Regions from separate parts of the Sus scrofa genome. Here region 1 is linked to region 2. The links are chromatin contacts, called in public Hi-C maps. All regions are on one chromosome and are shown on one strand. The core of a region is the stretch at or near the end of the contact, and the rest is flanking DNA. Distances in the headings are between cores, read along the strand shown.

Evidence for each region. Hi-C and Micro-C count contacts between places; a contact is called where the count stands out from the background.
Region 1: a contact with region 2 is called in a Hi-C map of retroperitoneal adipose tissue, with 2.2 times the contacts expected there. The contact joins two enhancer-like sites. A contact is called at or near these places in 3 of 5 promoter capture datasets (fetal liver, fetal skeletal muscle and liver), 19 of 47 Hi-C or Micro-C datasets (adipose tissue, alveolar macrophages, blood and 10 more) and 2 of 2 datasets of contacts at active chromatin or transcription factors (alveolar macrophages and skeletal muscle).

What each region holds. Positions count from the first base shown.
Region 1 is chr6:146,293,952-146,301,205 of Sscrofa11.1, forward strand. PDE4B (phosphodiesterase 4B) reads right to left here. Exons shown (of 18, transcript NM_001130019.1): 5 at 5,883-6,077. All of the region lies in intron 2 of LOC102162258 (a long non-coding RNA gene), which reads left to right. Among named protein-coding and RNA genes, the nearest start is that of SGIP1, 250 kb to the left of the region's middle. Within about 2 kb of position 1,375, at least 21 of the 83 cell types and tissues checked have an H3K27ac peak or open chromatin away from gene starts, as enhancers often do. A contact at or near this core is called in alveolar macrophages, omental adipose tissue and retroperitoneal adipose tissue, where this site is marked.
Region 2 is chr6:146,125,366-146,132,444 of Sscrofa11.1, forward strand. LOC102162079 (a long non-coding RNA gene) reads left to right here. Exons shown (of 8, transcript XR_298679.3): 8 at 5,921-7,079. Among named protein-coding and RNA genes, the nearest start is that of SGIP1, 77 kb to the left of the region's middle. Within about 2 kb of position 1,651, at least 12 of the 83 cell types and tissues checked have an H3K27ac peak or open chromatin away from gene starts, as enhancers often do. A contact at or near this core is called in alveolar macrophages, omental adipose tissue and retroperitoneal adipose tissue, where this site is marked.

The sequences.
Region 1 (7,254 bases), core at 125-2,624, 170 kb after region 2:
GTGAAGGTTTTTAGTCAGATGTGAGAATAGAAAAGTGCTTTAGAACGTGAAGCACTATGGACACCAGGAGATGGATGGGAGAGAGGACAGAGCCAGGAAGAGCAGCTGGGGGACATCGCAGTCATTCAGATGAGAAGAAATTGGCAAGGCCGAGGGAGAAACAGGAAAAGACCATTGGAGGAGACCCTGAACGTCTTGCCAAGGACTTGACACTTAATTGGATAAGGGGCCATAAAGAAACAGTACTTTCAGTTTTAAAAAGGGGTATCTGGGAAAATAGTGAAGTTGTGAGTCGAAATTAACAAGTGAGGAGGTGGAGAAGACACGTCACTTTCCCACATGTTGAGTTCTAAGATCCTCCTTGATATCCTGGGGGAAAGAGCAAGTGGGGAGCCTAAAACATGTGGCTTAGAGCTGGAGATTTAGGATTTACCTACACTGATGGGGGCTGTTAAAGCAATGGCAGGGCGTGGCTTCCTGAGGTGGGGGCATAAAGAGGAAGAACCTCAGGGTTCTTGCAGGCGAGCCAAAATGAGAGAGGGAGTAGAGTTAAGAGAGGAGCATCTGTGATAAGTGTAGGGAGGTAAACTCTTACAAGAACGACCCCTTCCCAAGCTATTTTTTGGAGACGAACTTTGAACGGGTGAAATACAGGGCTATTTGTTTAGATGTCTGCTGTGGAGTTCATGCTCTTCAGAAGACATCGGGGCGAGCTGGGGATAAGAGAACAGAGTTAGAGTTAAGAAGATCTTCTACGGCTGCTGGATTTTTGGAGTCTAAATGCCCAACAAAAGGTATATAATAGAAGCAAGGTCATACGTATGTAGTACCTAAAGCTCACATATTGTTGAGTAAATTGGGAGTTACTAAAACTATACAAACTAATGACTAGAGGGTTTTATAAAAAATAAAAAACAAACAACAACAACAACCAAAAGCATTAAGAGAAGCACCATGTCAAAATGACTTTACCATTATGCAACTCTGGAAGTCTAGGAGAGCAGGACATTCAGAGGCAAGAGATGAACATGCCAATCCCCAGCCCTGGGTCCCTTAAAGAACTTGAGCTGTAAAAGCTAATGACCACGTCAGACAGTAGCTGCTAGAAAAATGATCAGATAATTTATAGATAATTCATAGCAAGAAGAGGAAAGAAACAAAACAAGACGAAACTCCTATTTGAGTATAGCCAGATTATTTACAAAACTATTCTAAATTTTAAAAACCTTAATTTGATTTTTATTAATAATAAAACGGCATGAATGAACCACTTGGTTGGTTATGAAAACTGTGTTTTCCAAACCAGCAGAGAGGGCAGTGCCTCTGAGGAACAAGGCCAGATATTCAGAACCATAGCAAGAGCACCATCTAGTGGCAAAACTAGCACATTACAGCACATTACAATTTTGTAGGAAAATTGGAAGATGAGAAGCCTGTGAATTGAGTGTAGGTCTGCTCTCAACAATAAATGCTTTTCTTGAAAGCAAACATGCCACTTCCTACTGTTATACTCTGTACTTTATCAATTTGACCTTTCTCTGTTTCATACCTACACATAGAATTTGATGTGCAGTTTTCTTGTAATACTGATTTTAGTCTGTCTTAGAAACACACTATTGCAGTTGAGAGCAATGCTTTTGGACTAAACAGCATGGGTTTGTTTCTCAGCTGCACTAGCACTAACTATGAGACATTAGGCAACCTCTATGCCTCAACTGCTTCATCTGTAGAATGGGGTGTTGTGATAATTAACTACTCTTATAATGTGCTTGGCACATACAAGCATTTATTTTAAATTTTATTTTATTTTATTTATTCAGTTATAGTTATTCTTATTAGTAATAGGTATCATTATTATTATAATTAAGTAATTGCATGTCTATCTTACCAGCTGATGAGAACTTCTTAGGATAGTCATTTCTGCCCCTATGACAGTGGAGAGAACTCATATTTATACTACACTTTATATTTACAAGTCATTTTCATGTACCTTATTTCATGCGATGAGAGAATGTTCTTGACACCAGAGAGGGGTTAAGCACCTATCTTGCTGTTCAAGCCCGAACCCTCCCTACTGCCAACCACCAACCCCCGTGGATCCTAACTTGCAAGTATGTATTAACTGCCTGCAGGCTCTGCTCTAATGTGGATCCCCGTCCTCTATTAGGCGGATTACCAAAGCCACCTCCCATGTGGCTGTCACTTGCCACGGTGCCAGGAAGTGTGATGGCTGTAAGTTTAACTCCAGTCTTAGACATGCCACTGTAATTTTTGGTCGTCCATCAATACTCAGGTCTTCAATTGAAGTGGGCTCTTATTTCTGCTTTTCCTCTTCGTTCTCAGGTCTCATTTCCCTTGACTGCTCTCTCTACTTGCTCCTCACACCATGGCAGCTTTAGAACATTCTTTGTATGATAAGCCTTTGCAAATAGGATAAGCAAATGAAGGACACAGGGATCTTCCTTCTCTGTGGCTTTGCAGATGGAGAAGTCAAAACTTGTTCCTGTCCAAGGTGGTTCCTGCCACAGTTTGGGGCAATGTAACTGGCCTCACCAGTTTCCCGTATTTGCTGTTCCCATTGGGGAATTCGTACCTTGGTGTACAAAGGCGCTACGTAATAGTCAAAGATGACTATTACACAGGAACTGAAGAGGAGCCAATGCAGGATTGCTACATCCAAGAAAGCGTTTGCAATTTCCTTTCGGGATCTAATGATGATCTTGTTTTCTTTACTAGAAGGTCTTATTTGAATCTCTCTTTTGTGCTGTACGCTAAAGCCACTTTTCACTATCCATTTACATTTTTACGCAATATCTTTTTACTCATTCTCCCCACCCATGTTTCTCCTCCTTAGAGAGTTCAGATGAGAAATTGTAAAAAGCTAGTGTTGTCTCCACTGTTAAGACTGAATGCTGAGGGAGGAGTTCCCATCATGGTGCAGCGGAAATGAATCCGACTAGGAACCATGAAGTTTCGGGTTCCATCCCCGGTCTTGCTCAGTGGGTTAAGGATCCGGTGTTGCGGTGGCATGGGTCATAGATGTGGCTCGGATCCTGAGTTGCTGTGGCTGTGGTGTAGGCAGGCAGCTGTAGCTCTGATTAGGTCCTGAGCCTGCGACCTCCGTATGCTGCAAGTGCAGCACTAAAAAGCAAAAAAAAAAAAAAAAAAAAAAAAAAAAAAAAAATTGCATGCTGAGGAATTATGCAAAGTTTTCCACCTCTTATGCAAACTTGTGACTGTTCCGTGCTGGATACAACAGGCTCCTGAGCAGAGAACATGCTGCAGCCCCTCCCCAGTGGACTTCACATCAAAACTCTCGCCTTATCATTGTCCTTCTTTTTCTTGGCTTTATGGGTGGAAGCAGGAGAAGCAGGAAGAGGCTCAGGGGCTGCTATTCCTCCATTTATTTCAAGCCATCCTGAAGACTAATAATTGGGTGAAACAGCTTTGAGAGCATGACTTCAGTTTGGCTCAAGATATCTGTGTAAAACTGGATTTTCCAACATGATCCTGATAAAATGAAATGCCAGGAGAATCTAGAAGCTCTACTTCTTGTTGTGTTGAGAAATATAAATTCCTGAACTAACAAATATATGCACGTCTTACTGTAATGGTGAAATATTTGCAAAACAAAATTTTACGCTAGTTTTATTCACTCAAAAATTTTCATATATCTTATCATCAATATGTTTGCTAGGATGAGATTATGGTGCCAACTGGGTTTTCTTGGGAAGGACTATTATTTACTACAAAAGTGTGCCCTTACTGTCTTTTTAAGTTCTTTTTTAAGTGAGAATAATACTAGTAAACTTACATTTAACTTGCCTAAATCTAAAGGTGGAAACATGATGTAGGTTCTTAAGTTAGGGGGGAAGTTTTGCGGGTTGGTAAAGCTGAAAAGAGGGTAACGCTTAGCATTAGAGACCCTGAATGCAAAGTCATTCAGAACTAGATGTCTGTTTCTACCGCTATAAACTGAGTTGGACTGTGACCTTGAAGGTCTCCTCAAGTTCATAATTTCTTTTTCGGATTTTTATTAAAGTATCGTTGATTTACAGTGTTCTGTCAATTGCTGCTCTACAGCACAGTGACCCCATCATACACACATATACATTCTCTTTCTCATTACTTTGTGATTCTAAGTAAGAAATCCCCAGAGGTTCATCTGAAATTTGGTGAGAACCTCCTGGGAAGCCTCAGGCTGTTTGTCCTGAGTCTGGGGGAACTGTAATCACTTCCCAAAGCTAGCCTTTCACCCCTGAAACATTAGGAGAACGAGGCTCTAATTACTTCCAGCTTGCCACGTCTCCTGTGCTCTCCCGCTAGGGGGTTTGTTTTGGTGGAAGAGACAAAATGCCAAGTAGATGTGCTGTCAAAGACCCCATCCCACACTTGGCCAGAAACGTCCTTGCTTCTACACGATCTCCAGGAAAGTGGTTCCCTCCACTCTGCACTCATGCTTTCTACCGGGTCACAGGGATTCTACATTGCAGCTTTAAAAACATAGGCAAATAGAGTTCAAACGTTTTGCCTATGGTCTGTCTTAGCTACTTCAAGGGATAAAGCACAGCAGAGAGTCCGAAGTTGGGGCAGGTTCCTCAGTTTCGCAGAGTCTCCGTTTCATCCCCTATAGAATGGAGGTAACGACGGCTCCTTCCTGACAGGACTGTTGTAAAGATTAAAAGAGAGAACACATGAACAGGGGCCCCGGATAAGCCCTCACTAACCGTAGCAGAATATTCCTCTTCTCTTTCTTATTGAACTGTAACCTCCCTGAGAGCATGCAACTTTTTGAGACTCCTATCTGTTTTTAACTCATCTGTGATTTTTTCCACTGTTCTGTTCATCTCTTCCGCCCAGAGCCTGGCTCACGGCATGGCACACAGGAGAGATTCAGTAAATATTTGCCAAGTGAGTGAATACATGAATTTGGGTCAGTGATTGAAATATTTTAGGGTTGGGGGTGTGTCTCTTAAAATTAGCGATGGAAATGCCCTGGGGACTACTTTCTTATTGGTGGCTTTAAAATGACCCCTGACCCTTTCATAAGAGGGTGGCAGTTTTCAGCATCCTTTCCAACAACAGAAGAGAGCCCGGTGGAATTTTCCAGGCTGGATCCTTTAGGGAGCTACTGATATTTTCATAACATATGATTTTAAAAACAATTGTATGTGTGCCCAGAAACCTTTTAAGGCCCAAATTCCAGCATCCACTTTTATTTGGTGTCAGAAACTTAATAAACTAGTAACACAATCCAGTCATTGTTCTTTAAATAAAAATTAGAGATCTACAATTAACAGCGGCAAAACAGAAACATCAGCCGTGCTTAATAGGGCGGTGGAGTGTGTTATGTCTCACCTACAAGCCAGGCAACAAACGGGCATTGTGTGAAGGATCCAGAGAAAGGATACAGACATGTGGCTAGACAGCCGCTTATTAAATGTCACCCAGCAAAGGCCATTCAGAGAAGATGCGTGTCACCAACCACCATTTTCCTTCTCGGCTGTGGCCTCATGCAAACGGCACATCCTGCTGAAAGTTGGAGGGTGATTTGCAAAATGTGGTAAGGTTTTCCTGCCGTAAATGATTTGGCGGTTCAGGAAATGAAGCAGAATAAAAACCAATTTTTTTTTCCCAAGTATCAATAACAGAAAGAAGCCAAACCCTGTGCCTGAGGTTTTCCACATGCTTGGGGGCCCTGGCTACATCTTTGTCATGCAAGGCAGCATGACTGTCCCTGAGGTGGTCAGCACGGTCACCTCCACTCACCTGCATTCTTCTCCTCCCTCCTTCCCATGGGTTAAAGGGGAACCGCGTGGCTGCTCGGGTGTGAAGGGGTTAAAGATGAGGTACGTGTGAGACTGGGAGCCAGACATACTTACTGCTCGCTGGGAAGTGAAGAGTTTCTCGACATTGCCTTTGGTGACAAGTCATAGTCGCTGTCTGATCGGTAGAGAAAGGATTCTCGGCGCTGGCTGTGCCCAGGAAAGGTGGCGTGAAGCACCAGCCCAGAGGAAGAGCTGGCCTGGGGGTCCAGCGGGCTCCGACCTGGGGAAGGGCCATTTTCCACATCAAAGCTTAAAGAGAAACAGAAAGCAGGTCCCATGAGAACCACAGGAGAAGGGCATGTGATACACACACATGGGAACCAATGCCTGCCGGGCCCTGTATGTAGCACCTCGCACTTCATAGAAAGTTTAGAGTCTCCAAACAGCTCTGACGTGCAGGCATACCCATTCTCATTTCGTATAAAGTAAATGGTCCCAGAGAAGTTCCGTCAATAGCACATAGTGGGGTCAGCATCTGACCCCTGGGGCAAAGCCCCCTGGCCTTGCAGTGGCATGATCAACTTTGACAAATTCATAAAATAACTTCGTGATAATAAGCAACTCCAGATACACCATCGCACACAGTTCTAAGTGTCAGACACTCAGCTATCACTTGAATGAGGCTTCCTAGCTGGGAGACTTCTTCCTGCCATAAATAATGATCACAGTCTCATTAGAGACACCGTGTGCCCATTTCTGAAAGTTTCAGGAATGAAGTGCGATCCTGAAAACATTGACAGACGGCTTCAATGAGAGGCTCAGCCTGAGACTTAATATTCATATGTAAGCTGAAGCCCAGAAAATGGCTTAATTAATCTCCTATTGCCCAGTCGCCCCTAAAGGCTGCAGAGCTTTCTCTCCGAAGGAGGATACCGCCATGGCCTCTGGCAGAAGAGTGCCATTGAGATTTTTGGTCACTCTCCCTCATTCTGGAGGGGTACCCTCAAGTCCAGAACCATCTGACCAAGCTCTGAGCAGTGAACACACAGGTGGAAGGGGCAGACCTCTGGTCTGTTGTTTTCTCTCTCCCGGTCCTGGTGACGCGGCAGGCATCACCCTTGCGTTCCAACACTCTCCATCATCCCCTGTACATTTTGCCTGCATGCACAACCTCCCTTAGGTTCAGACTAACAGGAAGCCCACATTTCTCTAGACCACTCACTGCTCTTGGGCTACAGCGCTGCAGAAATGGGTTGGGGACGTGGGGCTGGGTGTGCTCTCTTTTTCAAGCTGGACCATGTGAGTGGTCCTTAGAGGCATCCAGCTGCCAGCGGCCACAATTTACTTCTACATTCATGGTTCTTTTTGTTCCCTCGTTCTTGCAGCCTGTGCTCTTGGGGGTGGATGCGGCATATATTTCTTTAATTTACAAGTTGCTTTCTGATTTACTATTCCATTTCCCCTTCATCACAACCCTGAGATGTAT
Region 2 (7,079 bases), core at 401-2,900:
TGGGAGAAAGCTTTGGAGGAAAAATTCAGAATTTATGGTATTTAGGGATGGCCCCTTAGAGGGTCTTCCTGGATCTGAGTGGAGGTGCTCAGATGCCATTGGCTGGATGGACGTAAAAGTTGGGATTTCAGGGGAGAAGCATCAGGACCAGATGCACAAACTTGAGAGATGCCTATACAGCTGGTGTTTCAAGTCTGGAGACTGGATGGGATCCTCTTAGCTAGAACTTGATAAACTCGCTAAAGATTTAGAGATAGAAATTGGGCCCGAACGTAGGTTTGACTCAAAGCCTTAAGGCACATAACTTGCAACATCTTTTCTGAACATCAGGACAGGAAGAGAAAACAGTTCTACAGAAGGAGAGAGATAAAGAGAGAAGGAGAGAAGCAGAGAGAGAGAGTGGTAAGGAGAGAAAGAGACACTGAGGGGAAAAAAAAAAAAAGGAGGTAGAAAGAGGAGGGCCAAATAGAGGGAAAAACCATCAAAGGGAGAGGCCAGCCTGGGATGCAGAAGAAGAAGGCAAGAGGTTAGCATTTCTGGCTGGAACTCTATAATCTCATTTTCAAGCACTGTGATTCTTACAATCACGTCTGCCCACTGAGCGCTTTTTTTGGTTTTGTTGACAGCATTTTCTAGAATTACTCATGGAATTCACTTAATAAGCCCTCTTGGGAGCAATCTATTTCTATTCGGTATCAGGAATAGCTATTTTTCTTGAGAACTTTAAAATAAATCCTGAGAAATCTAGGGACCCCATCGCTAGTCAGGTTTTCTTTTTGTATATTGATGCTGGGAACCTTAAACCCTCTTGAGCGATGTGTTTGCGAAAGCCTCATTTCAACTCCATTTTAGGCCTTGATCGCGTTTGCCTTTTTTACTTATTTGTGCTTCTGGTTTAAATTTCTTTGCTCTTTTTAAATATCCCTGACAGCTACTTCAACTGCTGTGTGGAGCAAGGCAGGGAATAACAAACACATGTGGCATCTGCAAGAACCTTTGTTTCAAATCATCTGTTCCATTGCCCTTATAAACTCACTTCGCAGAAGTGTGTCTCAACTTCAGGTAGAGAACTTATGTCCCTCAGTCCACCAAGGGCCTGTCCCCCACATGTCTGCTCTATCTTTCTTTCCCAAGAGAGGGAGTCAACCAGCTCAGCTCTCCTCCCTTTAATCACTTGGCAGAAAAGAGGCCGCATTAGCTTAACTACTTGTACCCCAATGTTGCCAGCACACTTGGTAGCACCTCTTCGGTCAAATCCAGACTAGTCCAGCTCCACCTGGAAAAAACCCAGTGCAGTTACTTGCCTGCTTTGGCTCGTAGCAGGGATTGCAGCTTGGCGGTCTAAGTTGTAGTCGCCCCAGGATACAGTTCCAAGGTCACACGGAGGACCATTGGTTTGGGCCTCCAAGGAGGTGTCCCCGTGAAGGACGACTGCCAAAGCCAGCTCACATCTAGAATGGAGAGGTTACCACACTCCAGGAACAAGGTCTTGGCATATCATGGAGTCTTGGCATTCGTCATGACAGAAAACACCATTGCCACCTGCCCGAACAGGAAAACAGGAAAATGGTGGTCAAGAGCACTACATGCGATGGGCAATTTCCTGGGGGACTCCCAGAAGGAACAGAGAGGAGTTTGAGGAAGTGGGAATTATTGCAACAGCAGGTGGGGGAAGAGCCAGAGAAATACTGTTTTGATACAGAGTTATTAAGATCCAAGCTGGTTTGGCCTAGAGAAATTCTAGCTAGATACTATTTTTAGAAAGAGTTGAACAGTCGCAGCATAGACAGTTTTGATTTAAATCTGTTTCTATAGCTTCCTTGAATGCTGGAGTAAATTTCCTTCCCCCAAAGTCCTTAGGAACGCACTCACTCTTGGGAATGAGTAAGCTGTATACTGGAGAAGGGAGATAGATTTCCAGTCATCGATCCGTCATTTGTGAATATTTATTAAGAAGCTATGACAAGCTTCTACTGTGCTTGGGGCAGATCTACTTATAGAACAAAAAGTGGTTGTCATGGAAACTGCAGATAGCTACCATCCTCTCTGGACTCAGAACAAGGAGTGAAAAGCCCTCTGAGCAAGTTATTGTCTCTAGCCAAGAAGCCTAGGAGCTTCAAGGCTGTTCTAATACTAGACTTCTTGTTTTGTGCATGAATCTCCCATTTTAGTTCTGAAATGTACTGTGAAATCAGGGCTCTTCTGGTGAAGAGGAAGGTCATGACTCAAGCCGGTGACACACCCCTCAGGTCTGTGTTGCCTTTTTTAGCATGCAAATCCACCCTTGTCTTTGCATGTGCCTTAGCCTGGCTAACACTGCAAAGAGAGCAAAGGGCTGAGGACGGGGGTATATGGCAGATGAGCTGGACTAGGGCAAGTTCATCATTTAATACTAGTGATTTTACATGAGTGATTTAAACAGGCCCAGAATCCCAGAGATGAGTGGCAGAGACTAAGGATGAGCAGCTTGCCTTTCACTTAATGTACCTGCTCTCTCAAATTCCATCTGTACTACTTAATGATTCCTTAACATTATGCAACTGCCTCCAGCCCTCAGAGCCTCAGATGCCTCCTATGTTAAATGGGGAGATAAGTTATCAGATCACAGAGTTATCTGAAAAAGTAAATGAGAAACTGCACGTAAAAAGTTTTTTATATTTTTCTTTTAACTATTAGGAATTAATGGTACTTTCATGGAAAGAGGTCAGCACCCTGTTTAGGCCTTTGTTTGCATCTATTCTGCATTGCGTGCTCAGATTCTGGCCCAGTGCCTGGTTTACGGTAGGAGTTCAGTAAATGTTTGTTATTGAATCAATGAGAAAGAGTTGTAATTGCTTATCTTAAAATCTCTTTGATATTTGATTGCAAGAATTGGAAGGGAAGTCTCAAGGTCACCTGGTGTCTCAAGGTCATCTGTGCCTCTGCTTCTGGCCATGCAGAAGAGGTAGTTTGGTATAAAATGAAAGCTGTCCCAAGGACATGAATGTCCGTTGAGCTCACAGCTGATCAACAGGAGCTTTGGATAGACACTTACGTAGGACATAAAACAGAGGGGAACTGGCCTTCCTTTAGATGGAGTAGGCTGTTTTCTACATCAGTAGTTCCATCTTCTCTAAAATAATTCTACTATCTTTATCTTCCTGATGGTCCATGGGATGATGTCTCTAGAAGACTCCTATTGAAAATACAAATATGTTTTCAGAGAATGATGGTTTACAAAGTCAGTAAGAAGTTCTTGAACCAGCAGCGAATAGGGACCACTGAGCAGTAAACTTTTCAAGTGGGGAGGAGGGATTAATGGTAGAGGAGATTTAGGGTTATTTCTTCAGGACCATGAATAAGCTGGTGTACCTAGGTGGGTCCCAGATGAGCTGGGGTCAACTCAGGAACACTGAGGACTCAAGAAATGTGGGATGGGCATCTAAGGCAGATGTGGCAAACGCTGCCATTTTAACCAATTTTTAAGATAACTAAAATTTTCCAAACACAGTTACATAAATTTTCTCATCTCTCATGACAACTGTGTGAAGTCGTCAAAGAGGATCCTGATCATCACCCCACAGTTTCAAATGAGGAAAGAGGCCTAGATTGGTCAAGTAGCATGTTGAGCAGCATTCAGATGATCTATAGAAAAAGTGGTACTAGAGTTTATTTCTTTTGACTCCTAATTGGGTTTTCATTAAATTCTGATGCCTCTCTGACTTGGACAACCAACAAACAAAACAGTGATAATGAAATAAAGACCATACCAGCAGCCTTCTTTTATGCTGCTATTACCATGTAGAGGGCCTTGTGTGAAACAGTGGAGAAACATTTTGTCATTTATAAATGATCACCTGCATTTTCCAGATGTGGGAAAGGAGTCATGGAGGGGGTAGATAGGGTACCCACACTCCTGCTGCTGGTGAGAGGTGGGGTGCAAGACTCTGATCCCCATCAGTCTGCTGTCAAAGTCTGGGGGGTGCTCAGAACTCTTGCGCTAAAGCATCTCTAGGTTGAAAGGATCCTAAAGATAGTTTGGCAGAATCACTCATCCAGATCCTTCCCCAGTGTCTCCCTAAATGCTTCTCTATGTGTTTAGCTTAGAGAAATCCATCTGCCTATTTCCTGGGGCAGCCTGTTCCATTTTAGGACAGTTCTCATGGTTATAACACCAAAGGGAGAGTTTTTTTTTGTTGTTTTTTTTTTAATTCTCTCAGCAGCAGATACAAGAACATTTTCACAGGAAAACACTTTGATAGCCTCACTTGAGGCCAATCTAAGCCTCTTGAGGTTTGAGAGTTGGCTGGTGCTGCTTTAGAGAAAATGACCAGGAGTTGTGTAAGAGGCACTGATTTGTAGCTCTCAGAGGGCTGGGAGAATGAATATGGAAAAGGGGGGGAGGGAGGCAGGGTGAGGGAAATGGGAGCAAGCTGCGTGCTTCTTTGTGTATCTCCTCTTTACCACCCCCCCAAGCCTCCCCCCACCCCCAAAAAAAAACTTCTACCAAGTCTACAAAATCCTAAAACATTTGTTTGGATTTTTATGGACATCTTTGAAAGAGTTGGCCTAGGGATATTCCCAAAGGAATAGAAATGGTGCTTGTATACAGGCGAGCTGACCACAGAAGTAAAACGTGCAGAGAACAGGGCCCTTGGCTATGGGAGGAAGCTCTCCTAAGGGTAGGATGGGAGGCTATAGTAGCTTTAAGGAGATTTTATAGTCTACAGAGGCCTCAGCTGGTGTCTGTGTTACAGTTCTAAGACTTTCTCCAAATTATTGCACTCATGTTTTTTCTTTCTGCTGGATTGTTTCAAGTACAGAAGAGGAAAATTAGTCCATTAGACTCTTGACATGGAAGTGAGACAACGTTTTGACACTTTCTTAAATCTTCATTTTCAATAATATTGCCCCAGCCCATGATCTCCTATACATTAATCTATAAAATGAGGCTAAAAATATCTGCCCAGCAGGGCTCTTTGTGAGGCTTTAGTGAAATCATGTGGTGAGTATAGATAAAATTTGATGCCAGTTAGTCAGCTAAGCTCATTCATTTATTAAATGATTTGCTTTCACAGTGTGATCTGAATTGGCAAAGTTTTTTTAATTTTTTTTTTTTTTTTTAGTGTTTTGTGTTAGGTCCTTACCTGTGGCATATGGCAGTTCCTGGCCAGGGGGTTGAATCAAAGCTGCTGCTGCCAGCCTATGCTTATAGCCATAGCGGTGCAGGATCTGAGCCACATCTGCGACCTACACTGCAGCTTGCTGCAACACTGGATACTAAATACACTGAGCGAGGCCAAGGATCGAACTCACATCCTCATGGACATGGACATTATGGTTGAGTTCCTAACCCACTGAGCCACAATGGGGACTCCTCAGCAAAGTTTTTAAATGGTGGTATAACATGGCTTTTGGAGGGTAGGGTGAGAGTAACTGAAGCCTCAAATATGAAAAACTCAAGTGCCTAGATTGCCCTGTGTCAACCAATGTATTCAAAATCTCTTCCATGGTCTCTGGATTTGGAATCCTCAGATCTTTGCATGTCAGTTGCACACTTAATACGAAGAATGATCCAGCATAACGATGTCATCTTTTCCTGCCAGTTCTTTCTTCCAGCTAATAATGATCGCACCTCCGAGGGCTAATACTCCCTCCTACTAATTACTATCCAGGATTAGGGCTAATACTCCCTCCTACTAATTACTATCCAGGATTAGGGCTAATACTCCCTCCTACTAATTACTATCCAGGACTAGGCAGTAACTATGGATTGTATCTCCACTCCTTGCCTCTTCTGTCATCATCAGGGCTAGAAAGAGATCTTGTCTAACTGTGGCTGGAATCAGGTTGAGGACTGAGGAAAGGGCTGGGATCAGAAGTCAAAGCTTGGCTGGATGCCAGGTTTATGGGCTAAGATCATCTTGTTTTTGTCTCCCAGGGAATTCGTGAGAGGCAAGAACGCCACTTGTCTGATTAAAGAACAGGATTCATAACAGAGAGAAGAGGCGTGAGATGGGTATCATATATAACTTGGAGAATGGTATGGTGGTCACACACATACAATGCAAGCATCCATGGGCGAGCCGGAACTTGGAGACTGCATGTTTCTACCGTCTACGTGAGCCGCTGGGAGCCCAGCATGGGATAATTGACTGTCCTTGGAAAGTGACCAGCTCAGGTCCCCCTCAGTCCTCTGAAGATAAGACAGGGGAAGCGATGACAAGAGGGGAGAGGCTGAGAAATTGCATTCCCAGGACCATCAGGGGGGATCAGCAGCATGGCCCGGGAATGTTGTTTCTTGCAGGAAAGACATGGCATTATCTCAGAACCATCTGGTGGCAGCAGGAACGGGGAGGGGGAGGGAGGCGCTGAGCAGTGGTCACGTAGCCTTGTCTTACTGTTTGCAGACGCCCACGATCAAGCTATTTCCTGACAGAAGTGGGTCAGCTAATAGCCTGGGCTCAGGAAAAAGGGAGCTTCAAGGAATGAGAGAGATGGTTGCAGAGGCTGGAGGATTCCTGTAGCCGAAAAAGTTAGAGACCGATGCGAAGCTTTTTGTCACATGGACAAAATCCCTAGACTTGGGGACAGGGGACGGCGCCCTTGATCTTTCAGTGTAAGATCGTTTTGGATTCAGGCAAGCTAATTTGCTCAGAGCCTCAGTGTACAATGGCATTTGTGGACTCCTGGGTTTAATCTGGCCTGTATGTGACTCTTAGCCCCCGTTAGTGATTACAGAATTGTTGGGTTTGGGGCCACCTCTACAACGTCAAGCTATTTCACATAGAATGCAGGTTTCTGGCTCATCTAACAATGGAAAATCTGGCCACTCTGGGCCCATATTCTCACAGAGCAACATTTGCCTGGAGTTGAGTGGCCACTGCCCCCGGAAATAAGGGATTAACTCTCCACTCCCCAGTGTTCCCCACACGACCCCTTCCCTCAAAGCCCCCACAGGCATTTGTTTCATGACCCCTGCCCTAGAAGGCAGTATCAATGATGGCAGGGAGTGTGAGCATGTGTCCCCAGTGGACCTCTGTCCCCAGCACATGTCTGCAAGGACTGGGCACTGCGCAGGCATTGAATAAATATTTCTT